2 separate regions of the Mus musculus genome follow, and region 2 is linked to region 1. Evidence: chromatin contacts called from public promoter capture Hi-C data. All regions are on one chromosome and are shown on one strand. The core of a region is the stretch at or near the end of the contact, and the rest is flanking DNA. Distances in the headings are between cores, read along the strand shown. Region 1 holds the start of C1qb (complement component 1, q subcomponent, beta polypeptide). Region 2 holds the start of Pla2g2c (phospholipase A2, group IIC).

Evidence for each region. Promoter capture Hi-C pulls out the DNA fragments that hold promoters and counts their contacts.
Region 2: a promoter capture Hi-C map of liver shows a contact between it and region 1, with 4 times the contacts expected there. The contact joins the promoter of Pla2g2c here to the promoter of C1qb in region 1.

Annotation. Positions count from the first base shown.
Region 1 is chr4:136,881,862-136,888,798 of GRCm38.p6, forward strand. It overlaps C1qb (complement component 1, q subcomponent, beta polypeptide), which reads right to left and starts at 4,339. Exons shown (of 3, transcript NM_009777.3): 1 at 4,182-4,339; 2 at 266-467. The coding sequence starts at 446.
Region 2 is chr4:138,721,653-138,728,589 of GRCm38.p6, forward strand. Pla2g2c (phospholipase A2, group IIC) reads left to right here and starts at 3,673. Exons shown (of 6, transcript NM_008868.3): 1 at 3,673-3,836; 2 at 4,079-4,205. Ubxn10 (UBX domain protein 10) reads right to left here and starts at 3,613. Exons shown (of 2, transcript NM_178671.5): 1 at 3,529-3,613.

The DNA.
Region 1 (6,937 bases), core at 3,089-5,588:
TGTGCTCAGGACTGAGGCTCTGCAGAGTGTTCTCCCTCCTTGCATGGAGGAAGACAGGACCCCTTGCTTTGTATGAGCCCCACTACTGACTGGGCTTCCTTCCCACACATTTCACCTGTCTGCAAAAGGGCAATTAGAAGCCCTTTCTGAAAAGGTATTGGAGTCTCGAATTCTCCTGCAATCTCTAAGGCAAGTGATTATGACTCGGGAGATAGCAGAGGGAGGTCATGGACAGCAACATTCTTGTTCCCAAAGTGTACAGTACCTTTCTCCCCCTTTATCCCTGGAGTGCCTGGTTGGCCATCAGAGCCAGGAACCCCAGGGACCCCAGGGATGCCAGGGATGCCAGGGGGCCCGGTGCAGCTGCTTTGGGCCCAGGACACATGGAGAAAACCTAGAAGCAGCAGTAACAGGTGTGTCCAGACCTCACCCCACTGTGTCTTCATCAGCTCAGCCTCAGGGGCTTCCTGCGGGGTGAGAACACATGGAGGGTTACTGCCATGGTAGCTTCCATCTGTCATTAATCCATCCATTCATTTATCCATCTACCCATCCATCTATCTCCCCATCTGTCCAAACATTCATCCATCACTGCAAAAAATCATCCATCCACTATCCATCCATCTCTTTATCCATCCATCCAATTACCCACCTTTCCATCCATCTCTTTATCCATCCATCCAATTACTCACCTTTCCATCCATCTCTCTATCCATCCATCCAATTACTCACCTACCCATTTTGCCAACCATTCGTCTAGTCTCTATCCACTCACCTGTTCATCCATCATCTAACTACTTCAATTGTCTATCTATTCACTATGGTACATATCTCCATTCATCCATTCACCCATTCATCTGTTTGTCCATCCATCCACCCAATCACTCATCCATCCATTCATCTATCTCCTCATCCATTTATTTGTCATTGAGCCTACCCACTTCTTCATCTATCCATCCATGCACTCATGTATCCATGTATGTAAGTATTCATACATGGATACATTTTGCCATCCATCTGTCTGTCCATCTATCCATCCGTCCTTCCACTCACCCACCCATCTGTCCGTCCGTCCACCTGTCCATCCACCCACTCACCCACCCATCCATCTACCTGTCTATACATCATCCATCCATCCATCCACCCATCCACCCATTTGTCCATCCATCCATCCATCCATCTATTCATCCATCCATCCATCCATCCATTCATCCATCCACTCACCCACCCATCTGTCTGTCCATCCACCTGTCCATCCATCCATTCATCCATCCCTGCATCCACCTATGCAGCATCCATATAGATTGCCTTTCATAAACTAAACTCTGAGGATTCTATGGCAACAAGAAAGAGATGGTCTTGGCCCTCAAAGTCCTTAGTACTAAGAGGAAGCAGCCAAAAGTACACAGGGAAACTGAGATGGACAAGATGGATTGGTGCTCTGGTAGATGGGCAATGGTGCCCCGAGGGAGGAGGGCTGGGCTGTGATAGGGAGAGACTGATTTCAAATGGACTGTCTTCTCTACAGGAGATAAGTAATGTTTTGGCTCAGATCTGAAGGCTCAGGAAGGACTGAGACAAGAATGTTCCAGAAAGGAGAGAGGAGAGCTTGGAGAGATGTCTCAGAGGTTATGAGTAGTTTTGATGCTCTTCCAGAGGAACTGAGTTCAGTTCTCAGCATTCATATGAGGCAATTCACAAATGTTTGTAACTCCAGCTCTTGAGGACCCAACATCCACGGGCTCCTTACCTGCACTCACATGCACACATTCACCTGCAGGCACACACATCCCTATATGTAGTTGAAACTAATAAAAATATGGGGCCAGAGAGATGGCTCAATTGGTAAGAACACACGTTCTTGAAGAAGATCCAGGTTTGATTCCCAACACCCATAAGTCAGCTTATAAGCATTTGTAATTCCAGTTCTGGGCGATTAGATGCCCACTCCTGACCTCTGCAGGCACCAGGCATGCACATGCAAACATGTAGGTGAAATATTTACACACATAAAGTAAATCAATCTGATGTATTATTATAGATGTTGTTGTTGCTGTTGGTTTTGAGACAGAGTTTCTCTATATAGTCCTGGCTGTTCTTGAACTTACACTGTGACCAGGCTGGCCTCAAACTCCGAGATCCACCTACCTCTGCCTCATGAGACTTGGGACTAAAGGCATGCGCCTGCCACCATGGCCACTACCACCCAGTGTAAATCAACATTTTTTAAATAAATGAAATAAGTTTCTTTAAAAAGAAAAGAAATGAAAAGAAATAGAATGTTGCAGGAGGAAAGATGGTGTCTTAGTCAGGGTTTCTATTCCTGCACAAACATCATGACCAAGAAGCAAGTTGGGGAGGAAAGGGTTTATTCGGCTTACACTTCCATACTGCTGTTCATCACCAAAGGGAGTCAGGACTGGAACTCAAGCAGGTCAGAAAGCAGGAGCTGATGCAGAAGCCATGGAGGGATGTTCTTTACTGGCTTGCTTGCTCTGGCTTGCTCAGCCTGCTCTCTTATAGAACCCAAGACTACCAGCCCAGGGATGGTCCCACCCACAAGGGGCCTTTCCCCCTTGATCACTAATTGAGAAAATGCCTTACAGTTGGATCTCATGGAGGCATTTCCTCAACTGATGCTCATTTTCTGTGATAACTCCAGCTGTGTCAAGTTGACACAAAACTAGCCAGTACAGATGGTGTAGCCTGAGGATAGACCACCAAGGCTCAGCACAAAGGCTTCACCTGATCTGCATGCTGGATCTGTCTCAGGCCTTCTCTTTCCTCATTTCTCATGTCTGAGCCAGGGCATGTAGCAATACGCCCATAGTGAGGATGGTTATTGCTGCAAAGAGAACACCGAGGCTCAGTGAGGCCACTTTCTCAGATCGCATGGGAAGAAATGATGTCAACGTCTTTGCCCGCATCCCAGGCCACCTTTGCTGGCAGAATATTCTTAGGTTCCCAGGGGGCTGTAGTTCAGCAATAGAACTGTGTGGCCCTCTTCTTATCCCAGGCAATTGAGAAGGCTTATGCTGTAGGCTGTTTTGAGCAGATCTATGTGGCCATCCTGCAAGCCTTTGGTCAAAGATTTTCCTCCAGAAGTTCTCCCAGGCTACCCACGTAGCTATGGAAACCCCGGTGGGAACCAGAAACCCTGAGCTCTTGTCAAGATCTGTTACCCCTGCTGCTGGACCCCTACAGCATCTGAGATATGGGGTGTGATGGACTGCCCATCTCCCAGATGAGGAAACTGAGGCTCGACAGTTTGAAAATATTTCCTAGTATCACCCAGCAAGCTGTTCAGGGGCAGGGCTAAGGCAGGACTTCTCTCTGGGCACAGTTTACTGTTCCACAAGATGGGGGCAATGCTGATCTCTAGTCTACATTGGGAGCCTCACATTTCAGGTTTGGGGAGTCCCTCCAATCCTCTTGGTTGGACTACCCACCTTTTATGCCAGTCCACCATTACAGCACCTCGCTCTCTAGCATGGAGCCAGACTACCTTAGCTTTGAACTCCTGTCTGCTGCTGCCTGGCTGTGTGACCTCAGACAGGAGTGTATCTGCCTCTCTGGTCTCTTGGACATGTTCATTTTTGGCTTCCATGGCTGACAGTGACATTAAATGAGGTGGCACTGGGTGGATTGAGGTCCTTTGGGTTACAGGTACCCTTTACAGCTATAGCTTTGTCACTCAGGATTAACCAACTGCGCCCTCCAATCCCAGATGCCAAGGACACGTGATACTGGACACAAGAGGCCTGGGTTCTTATCCTATCTCTCCCTGGCTGACATTTTCAAACCCTGAAGGTCAATCAAGCTTGGTCTCCGCCAGGGCTCATGCACCCATCATAGTCTATGTTCTCTCCAGAAGGGATTTTAGGATCAGAGAGGTTCTGAGACTGGCTGAAGATGGCCAGCATGCAAGAGACAGAAGTGCCACTCGGTCTCCATGGTTCCTGAGACCACGATCCTGGCGGCTCCTATTACAGGCTGTCTACTCATCCCCTGGGCCCAAGTAACCACATATACCTCCAACCCTAGTTCACTCTAGAGAGCCTATGCTGTGGACCTGAGCTTGGGCTCTAAAAATCCAGCCCATTAATATACAGGTGTTTGTAGTTAGAAGAAAGGCCTGTGTTGGTGAGTTAACCCTCCTCTCCCTGCCCCGTCCTGCTCACCTGTGTATGGAATCCTGGTGTTCTGTGATGCTTCTAGGCCGGACAGCAGTGGATTCCCAGAGCCCAGAGCCTGCTGCTGTCCTCAGAAAGCGGAAGTCTGGGTCCCTAGAGGCAGGAAGAACCTTCCCTTGCTGTCCCCTCCCAAGGCCCAACAGGCTGACCCTCTCTCTATCACCCCTCTGTTCCTCCCATCCTGCTGCCCTCAGGAAGTTTCAGGTCCTGTTTCTGCTTCTGGGGGGAAATTACTGTAAATGACGACGCTGACCAGCCTGGTTTCGCCAACTCAGCACCTGTGGATGGGGTTGGTGGTGGGAGGTCGGGAGTACGACCTGTTCTTAGGGACTATCCCCAGATGGCTGCTTGCCTGCCAGCGTCTTGTGAGCACATGACTTCTACAGAGAAGTTCCTCTATGGATACAGAGTGGCCCATCTATGGCCTGTTTTGACTACAGCTCTGTATCTTGCCGGCTAAATGCTCCCAATATAGGGAGCCCCAGTTTTCCTTGCCACTGCATGATGGAGCCGTGTCTGTATACACTCTGTGGCTCTCACCGGCCTCCAGCCTGGGAGGCTGTGGGACCGGAGAAGACGGGGAAGCAAACGAGAGCGTGCAGCTCGTGAATTGTTAATGGCCTTTCATGTCCTCAGCTTCCCCCTTTCTGGCCTTATCTCTTCCTCTGCCTCCCTCTCCCCACCTCTGCTCTCGTCTCTGTCTTCAGAAAATAATCTAATAATGAATTTTAAATGTATTCATTACTTATTCATTCACCTCCTTCCACTCGCAACAGGGCTTGGAGCCCTTGACAATAACAGCCACAGAGAAGGGACTGCTCCCTATGGAATGACAGCAAGACAGAGCTGCGGAGGGGCTTGGAGGTCACTGTGCCCACCCTGTCCCTCACTTTACACTCAGGGAAATGAGGTCCAGAGGCATGAGTTATCATCCAACCGGACTTTGTTGGAGGGGGGCACAAATACTATGAGCTATAGTCTAGGGAAGAAGGCCTTAAGGGGTAGCAAAGAGTCCTGTCCTTTGAGGGCATCCCTTTATGGGAGGCTGGAGTTAAACATTAAATGTTTCTGTGGTAAATGTCACAGAAAAATCAGTGAATTTTAGAACCCATGCTCCAGAGCAGACCCAGAAGCCAGAGAGCTCTGGGGCCAGGGTCTAGCTGTGCTGCTGTGACTGTGTGTAAGTACAGCCAGGTGTCACCCAATACCCAGAGGGACAAGAGGAAAAGAGGATGACTCAGCCAGGTTCAAAAGAGATGGGAGAGCTGAGGGCCATGTGCCCAGGGAACCGGCTGTCACTTACTTAGCTTTGAGGCAGGGTCTCACTCTTTTTATCCCAGGTTGGCCTCAGACTTAAAATCCCGTGGTCTCTCTGTCTCCCACGTACTGGAATTACAGGTGTGCATCGTGATCACCAGCCTCGGGTCCCTCTGAGGGTCCTAGGCTGAGTCTCTGATTCCTGAGTAAATTGCCAGTAAGAAAATCTGAACTCCCTAAGTTTGAACCCCAGTTTCCAGTCATATAGGCCAAAGCATGTTCTTAACTGGGGTTCTCTCAGGTCTACATCAGAGATGGTAGAGCCTGTTTCCTGGGGCTGTTGGTGAAACAGGGGAGGAACCTTCAAAGTCCAGGGCCCTCAGACACAGTATTATGTATATGAAGAGGGGACAGACTTGGAGCAGACAGGGTCTATACATCAGGACCAGGCACTGAAAGGGTGCCTGAGCCTTGACCTCTGAGTGAAGCATGGTACTGCTTCCTTCACGTCCTGATAGAGAGGGTGACACCTACTATGTGGGAAAAACAAGAGAAACTCCAGTTGCCCAGGGCCCAAAGAAGTCTCCTGCAGATGGGTTCTGCTTCCTGCCCTGTCCCGCCTTTCAGTGCCCGTCCCTCAGCATGGCCAACAGGCTGGCACATTCTGAGGTCTGTTCCTCTTGATACAGTGAGGACAAGGAAACACTTTTGGAGGAAAGGCCTGGGCGAGCAAACCTTGTTTTCTGAGCACAGGCTCGGCTCTGGCAGCATGGCTGACCCAAGTGCTGTATTGATTTTTTTTTTTTAACCAAAGAAAAATGAGAAGATTTATCACACAGGGCATCGCTGGGTGACCTGTTAAGTGGCTGATGGAGGGACAGCTGGGAATGCTGTGGCCAGTGACCCAGGCTGGCCGTGCCAAGTGCCCAGATGTGGTGATCCAGGCGGGGTTCCTCAGCCCCGGCTCTGTGTGTGTGTGTGTGTGTCCTTGTATGCACATGTGTGCATCTGTCTTTATATCACTCTGTGACATCTTACCCATTTCATGAGCCCCTATTGCGTGCCAGGCAGGCATCCTAGGAGTCCCACATAGGACTGTTCACAGTCCTGTGAGGAACGCTGACCCTTCAGCCCACCTACTACTGCCTTGGGGCTTGAAACCTAGTTCTGTTTTTTTTTTTTTTTTTTTTTTTTTTTTTTTGGTTTTTCGAGACAGGGTTTCTCTGTGTAACCCTGGCTGTCCTGGAACTCACTCTGTAGACCAGGCTGGCCTCGAACTCAGAAATTCGCCTGCCTCTGCCTCCCAAGTGCTGGGATTAAAGGCGTGCGCCACCACGCCCGGCTCCTAGTTCTGTTTTAAGTCAGTCTTTAGGTTGACTCTATATACAACCAGACTCGGAAACTGAGCTCTACAGAGTCCTGAGTTTGAGTTCCAAGTCTATGAAAGGTGCTGTGGGGACTCATGGGGGAGTCAGGTCAGGCTTCAT
Region 2 (6,937 bases), core at 2,423-4,922, 1.8 Mb after region 1:
AAGAAAAGAAAAGCCAATTCTCGCTGTCATGGAGAAGGGCCTACACGCAGAAAGGCCAGTCGGAGGGGGAACGAGCCATGTGACAAGCTGGAGTATGTGACAAGCTGGAGTCACGGTCAGGCATCCATGGATGCTTTTGTTTGTTCTGACTACTGCACTGGGACATAACCAGTATGGTCACACACTCAAGAGAGTGCACTGTGCTCTGGTAACATCTGATTGGGCCCAACCCAGAAAAGCGTCCAGGGGACAGAAGGGCCCCACCGGGGAAGTCCTACATCAGGCAAAATGTGCCCGGCTCCAGAGTCCTTTCTGGCTCCCTGGGCTGGAAGCTCCCTAAGGGAGTGGCTCAACACAGACCTCAGATGCAGATGAAGAATGTCAGAGGCAGACTGTATTTGCTTAGAGAGGGGAAGGCAACCCTGCTAAGACTCTCTGCAGGGCAACCAGGCTCAGCTCTACTCAATAGCAGGTCACTTCTCCAGACAAGGGACACAGTCTGTCTGCAGTGACATCACTCACTATAGACACACCACCCTCTGGGATTCCCACCCAGCCCTCCTGCCATGGGCTGCCTACACTTTGCCCTTACACACAGGTCACATGGAACAAGGCTCCCCAGTCTGGTCACAGCAAGCCTCCTCAGGAAGACCTAGAGAGCATCTATTTTGACTTTTCTGTCTGTACTGTCCATAGACACCTGCTTTAGAACATTTCCCTAAGGCGCTAGTTGTGGCTCTTCCTTCTCCTACTTAGTGTTAAACAGCTGGGAGATGGCAGCCCCCAAATGTGCCCTGTCCACTGCACAGAACGGTCAGGAGGCTGACTTCAGAGCTCCCCCGTCCCCGCCCCCTCCCATGCAGTTGCCTCAAGACAACAAAACATTTCTTGGGTTGATCCGTCCCTTCCACCTACGCACTGTCACTCACCTAAGAGTTGACTTCCCCCAAGCTCCTCCATCAAGCAGCCCTCAGGAGCACTAGTCCAGGTTCGTGGGCTTAGGTGTGACCCCTGCCCCCAGATGCTCTGTGTGTTCTCTCCTGTACTAGACCACCAGGAACCAGGCCACAGGGAACCAAAACATACTATTTCTACGAATCCAGGGGAGCCTGCTGTTCAAAATCTCTGACCAGGTTCCCTTCCGTTTTCACGTTTTAATCCTCTTTATCCATGTGTCCTGTGTGTCTGTGTGTTTTGCATGTTTGGGGGTACATGTGTAGGCAGGTACACATGCACAGATAGAGGCCAAGGTTTGATGTGAGTAGAAATCAGCCTCCATGGCTCTTATGCCTTATTCACTGAGGCAGGACCTCTCAATCAAACCCAGAGCTCATCCATATGGCTAGTCTTGCTAGACTGGGGATCCTGTCTCTGCCTTCTGGGGCTGGAGTTATAGGTGAGCTGGCACACTCACCCAGCACTTTCATGGATTGTGGGAATCCAAATTCTGGACCTTGGGCAAATGCTATCCCCACTGAGCCGTCACCTCCCTCCCTCCCTCCCTCCTTCCCTCCCTCTCACCCTTCCCCCCCCTCTCTCCCACACACACACCCCACACACACACCCGGTTAACGGGTGAAAAGGCTCTGTGGCTATCCCTGCTCTACACAGCCAAACCTTCCTCCATTCTCCCCCTCTGTTCTCCATGCCCAATCTGGAGGCAGGTAGTTCAGAAACTTCTTCCTGAGCGAAAAGTTTTGACGCCAGAAATGCCTGCCCCTTCCCTTGCTCATTTATTTTCTGATCAACCATAAAGTTTTTTTTCCCTATGAGTTTCTCGTTCGGAGTGGCAGGAGAAAGCCATAGCTGTCCAGCTGAGGCGAGGATAAGCCTCTAGCTGAGCTTCCATCCTTCTCACTTGGGAATGGCTATTAATTTGCCACAGCTTCCACAGAATTATCACAGGCTTGGCTTCCAACACCCACACATGCCTGGGGAAGGTTTGGCTGTCAGGAAGTTTGGTAACTTAGAAACCTCTCCCTAACAACTTCGATGAGAAAAGTCATGCGTTCTCCCAGGCACTCTGCGGGGTTATTTTTAACAGTCAAACTTGAGTGTGTGCGTGTCGTTGCTATACCTTTTGGTACTCTGTATAATTAGCCGTGTTCAGGGGGTGTCATATTCAAGACACCCTGGTCATAAGATAACATGACTTGCAAGCTATCTCAAGAGAAAAACCTCAATTATGACTAATTCTCATAAGCCCACTCAAGGCTATTTCGAGACTAACACCTCCTTCAGGTAAAGCCGTTACACCCAACCTGCTTTTATAACCCACCGCCTCCTACCCAGCACAGAGACCATCTGTTACACAGAGGGAACACCAGCTCCCACCCCCACCCAGAAGGAGGGCAGGATGCTACAGGAAACAGGTGTTTGGAGAACGGCAGCCATGGCGCCTTCAGAGATACACACACACACACCCTGGGTCCCAAACTCTACCTTTGCCCTCTGTCTAGGCTCCTGCGACAGCACAATCCCTGCATGGCTCATTTATTTCATCACCTCTAGGGCCTGGCAGACACTCAACTACAAAGTGATTTGACAACGTCTAGGCGTAGGCATCCATCACGCTGCCAGCAGAAGAGACAAGTAGCCTGTTTACTTAAACACAATAGCTAGGAGGCAGACGCCTGCTAGGAAGCAGGAAACAAAACACGGGCCACTATTTTCAAGATGTTGCCCTCCAGAAGGGCAGGTGCCCATTCCTTAGGATTATCACCACACGAACAGGAAGGAAGGGACATTGGATACAAATGAAATCAAGATTCCCGTGGTTTTCCAATGGTGCCCACAAGCCACCATAGGGTCAGACCATGGTACTTCACAGCCCAAATCTAAACCTACAGCGCAAGCAGCAAAATACACCCTCCTACGAACCATCTGCTGGCATATACCGGGACATGTACACGTGCATTGGTCTTTTAAAATTGTTTATCAGTTACTACCACCCACTGCCGCCACCCCATAGTCCCCAGCCTGGCTTACAAAATTAAACTCTGTAAAGGAACCAACCCCGGGGGATGGAGGGGGAGAGAGGGAGAGAGAGAGGATCGAAACCACTCGCTATGCTACCCCAAACCAGAGATTACAATGTGGGAAACCACAAGCCACCAAGTGAGTGAAGAGAGAGAACCGGGGTTGATTCCAGGATAGAAGGGCGGGCGAGGGGGTTGGGGAGAGGCCTCTATTATTTCCGTGGTCTGGCAGGTCTGGAAGCAAAGCTTCAAGTGCAGAAGGAAGAGGAGTGTTCCGGGAATGGCAGAAAGGTCTGGAACGTGAATGCAGACCTGGGTAAAGGGCACTTGGAGCTGTGGGAGGCTCCCTGCAGCTCCTGCCTCTGCACATGACCCCGACTCCCTTCTCTCTCTTTGGATCTGGGTCCAGGGACTGGCTTGTAGACGCCCCTCCCAGGAGATTCCCTTAGCTGCTGCAGACTCAGGCTCCAGCCAGGTTGGCTCTGTCCCTGGGGAGGGCCACTCAAATGCCTGCCTCTCAGTTTCTGGGGACCCACAGCGGGCCTCTCACCTCGCAGCTCAGCTCCATCCGCCTCCGGTGCCTGGCTGCGACCAGCTGGTAAACAGCCCTGTCTCCCTGGCAACCGCCAAGGGGTGGGGGCCACGTGCTTCCGGTGGGACCGGAACCTGCCTGACCTGGACCGCAAGCTGAATTGGACTAGGGCACGGAGGGCGGAGGGGCAGAGGTGGTTCACGGATTCCAGGCTCAGGACCTTGGTGTGGCCCTGCCCCATGGAGGCCACAGGGCCCTGGGCCTGGACCCCTGCCATTGGAACTCTTCTTCCTGACCTGGCCTGACTCTTGTGTCTCCTGGGGAATGTGCGTTCAGGGGAGAGGGAGCCCTGCCCTGGAGTCGGGGGTAGGGACCAGGAACAAATCCCTGTCAATCCTTGGCCTGACTTTGCCAGTGTCCTTGTTTTAAACAGGGTTGTGCAACTGTTTTAAAACGAGACCCTTAGAATCTGGGTGGTGATTTTTTTAGGGTATGTTGTCATGGGGGTTCCCACCCCCAGGCCACCAGTCTTGTGATCACCACCTGTATCTCCTATTTCCTCCTTAAGGGTCTAACTATATACAGTCAGCAACTCCAGCCACTTCACCGCGTTTCCCAACAGCTTTGAGTTTTGGAGGCCGGCAGCCTGACTGCTTTCTCAGAAGCTATGGTCCACTACCTCAGCCATTCTGTTGGTAAGAGTCCTCCTGGCCCTACTGTCATCCCATCAGTGTGATGGATGCCTTAGCTGGAATCTGTCCAACCCACACCGAGCCATGACATGTCACACACATGAGACCCTCTGCCCTCCCTGGCCAGCCTTCTGTTTCCTGCCCTCTCCAATAGCTATTTCAAATCCTATCTGTCCTCTAAAAACCTCCCACATGCCGTCTTCCTTCCTCCCTCCCTGTGGGATGACAGTCTCCTGCCCTCTGCAAAGGAAAATAGAAACCATTGAATGTGAACCTTCTTAGTTGTCTGCTGTCAGACCAGAGGGCTCCCAGCCTTTGCACGATTGCTCTCTTGCCTCTGGTCTGTTAGAATGGTCATCTGATCCCATCCCTGTTAGCTGTCTCTGAGGTGCTTCCCAACCACAGCCACACACACGCACACACGCACACACACGCGCGCGCGCACACACACACATACACACACACACACACATACACACACACTCTCCCCCTCCCTAGGCCCAATATCCTTGCTTCTGTTGAAACCTTGACTTAAATGAAGACTCTTCCCTAGTTTAGCCTGTCCCTTCACTTGCCCAATTCCTCCCTGTCTTTGTTCCAATCTAATCAACTCTTCCTTCCAAGCTGGCATTAAGATGACTTTAAAGCTGAGAAGTGACAGCGCATTCCTTTAATCCCGACACTCAGGAGGAAGAGGTAGGCGGATCTCTGAGTTCAAGGCCAGCCTGGTCTACAGAGCAAGTTCAAGAACAGTCATGACTACATAGGGAGACCCTGTCTCAAAAACAAAACAAAACAAACAAACAAGAAAAAAAAAACTGCTTTAAAAGGAGTCCCGTTGGACTCTGCTCTAGACAGACCCTTAGAGTAATTTAGTGATTGAACTAGTAGAAGTTAACTAATAGACAGTTAAGAACCACAGATTCACTACCTAACTTCATGGCCACATCTTTGTTACCTGCTTCATGCAGGGATAGGATTTTGATATGAGCAGAGTTCTAAGGCCTTGTCAGCACATCCACAGTTGGGTTGGAAAGACACATTGCTCATGGATAGAATTGTAAAGAATACCGTTTTCAGTAAAGTTTGAGCCAAGGGAAGGAGAGCCTGTTGGATGCGATCATGTATGCTGTGCTTGGTGCCACTGGCACTTTCCTTGAGAGCTGGCATGGAGGAGTTCATTTCAGTGATGGGCTGTTAGCCCATCTCAGAGAGGAAGCTGCTGACCCCGGGAGAGCACCTGGCCGTGGAGCGGAGCCTGCACTAGGCTGGCCTCCTTTCTGGGAGTTCTGTCTTCAGATATCCCAGAGGCATCTGTGGCCCCAGGAAGGTACAGCTGGCACCTTCAGAAGCTGGTTGCTTTGCGTCGTAAGAGTTGCTGACTTACATCTTGTTAATGAATCTGTCAGAAGTCTCCAGCCCTTCAGCGCCCACTCGGAAAAGATTAAAGTAGATCCTGCATCAGCTATTTTAACATCACCTAAGAATTACGCAGTCCTGTGAGAAGCGAGTCTGTTTCAATCCCTTGTTCCCCAACGGGTGTGCGAGAGTGGTGTGCGTGCCCTCGCTGGAGCATCTCGAAATGCTGCTTCCGCCCATGGTCCATTTCATGTTCAGCAACACATGAGTCTTTGTTCCTCGGCATGGTGTGATGCAGCCCCGTGGGGAGGAAGAGGCAGCCAGCTAGTCCCTGCCTTTATCTCCTGACCTGTACCACAGAGAGGAGCTTCAAAGAATGTCCCCTCTGATGCCTGCGCTGAACATGCACACACACTCACTAGCTTCTCGGAAGATGGTTGGAGGCTACTCTCCTCCTGTCTGCTTATGAGTCAACTCATCTTTCTTTGTACCATGCCTCCACTCCCCGGCTCTCTCCAGGGCTCCAGCCAGCTTGTTCCCCAAATGGGCCTTTGGTGTTTTCCTGTCCAGTATCCTGCTTCTCCCTCTCCAAGGTGACGCTAAACTGCTTGATTCTTCAAGACCCTTCTTAAAAGCCACCTGTTCTGTGAAGGCTTTTCCCGAGCAACTTTGTCTCCCTAATACCTCCCAATGGTCTATCTTAGGTCACTTCTGTTCAGTGACAACATGCCCAAGATGCACCATGTGTGTACCTTTCTCAGGTCAGCTCCTCAGATGTCCATGAATCTTCTCCACACAGATACCATCCATTGGGGCTGCTTTGTCTTTTAAAAAACAACTGAGTTTGGGGGCCTTTTGCTAATGAATAGTAGAACAATTTGGGAACTTAGCACAAACTGGTCTGACAGCCCACAGTGTACCACCCCCACTCTTAGGTTCCCAAGTGGCACTTCATCTGGACCCGCCTGCTGGGCTGGCCATGGGACTTGTGGGTGTGGTCTCTGCGGTGGAAGCAGCAGTTTGAATCCTTGCTCCAGCACTTTCCCATGGGACACCTTGGTCATGCCATTAACTTCTTCCCTAGCCTAGTTTGCACATCTATAGAATGGGCCTTTTAGATGGGTTGCTATGAGAGAAAGTGATGTCATCCATTAGCGGTCTTGGCCTGGCGCCTGGCACAGGGCACTACTTTGTACTTCTTACCTGACACTCTCCTTCGGGTGTGGTGATAACACTGCCTAAGGGCAGGAACTTGCTTGTCCTCCCTCAGTCCCACGCTTAGCCCTCATAAAGCCTACTTGTGGCAGATGCCCAACAAATGAGAAATTGTTGGTGACATTGATTCTGACGAAAAGACCCACAAGCACCCCAAGGCT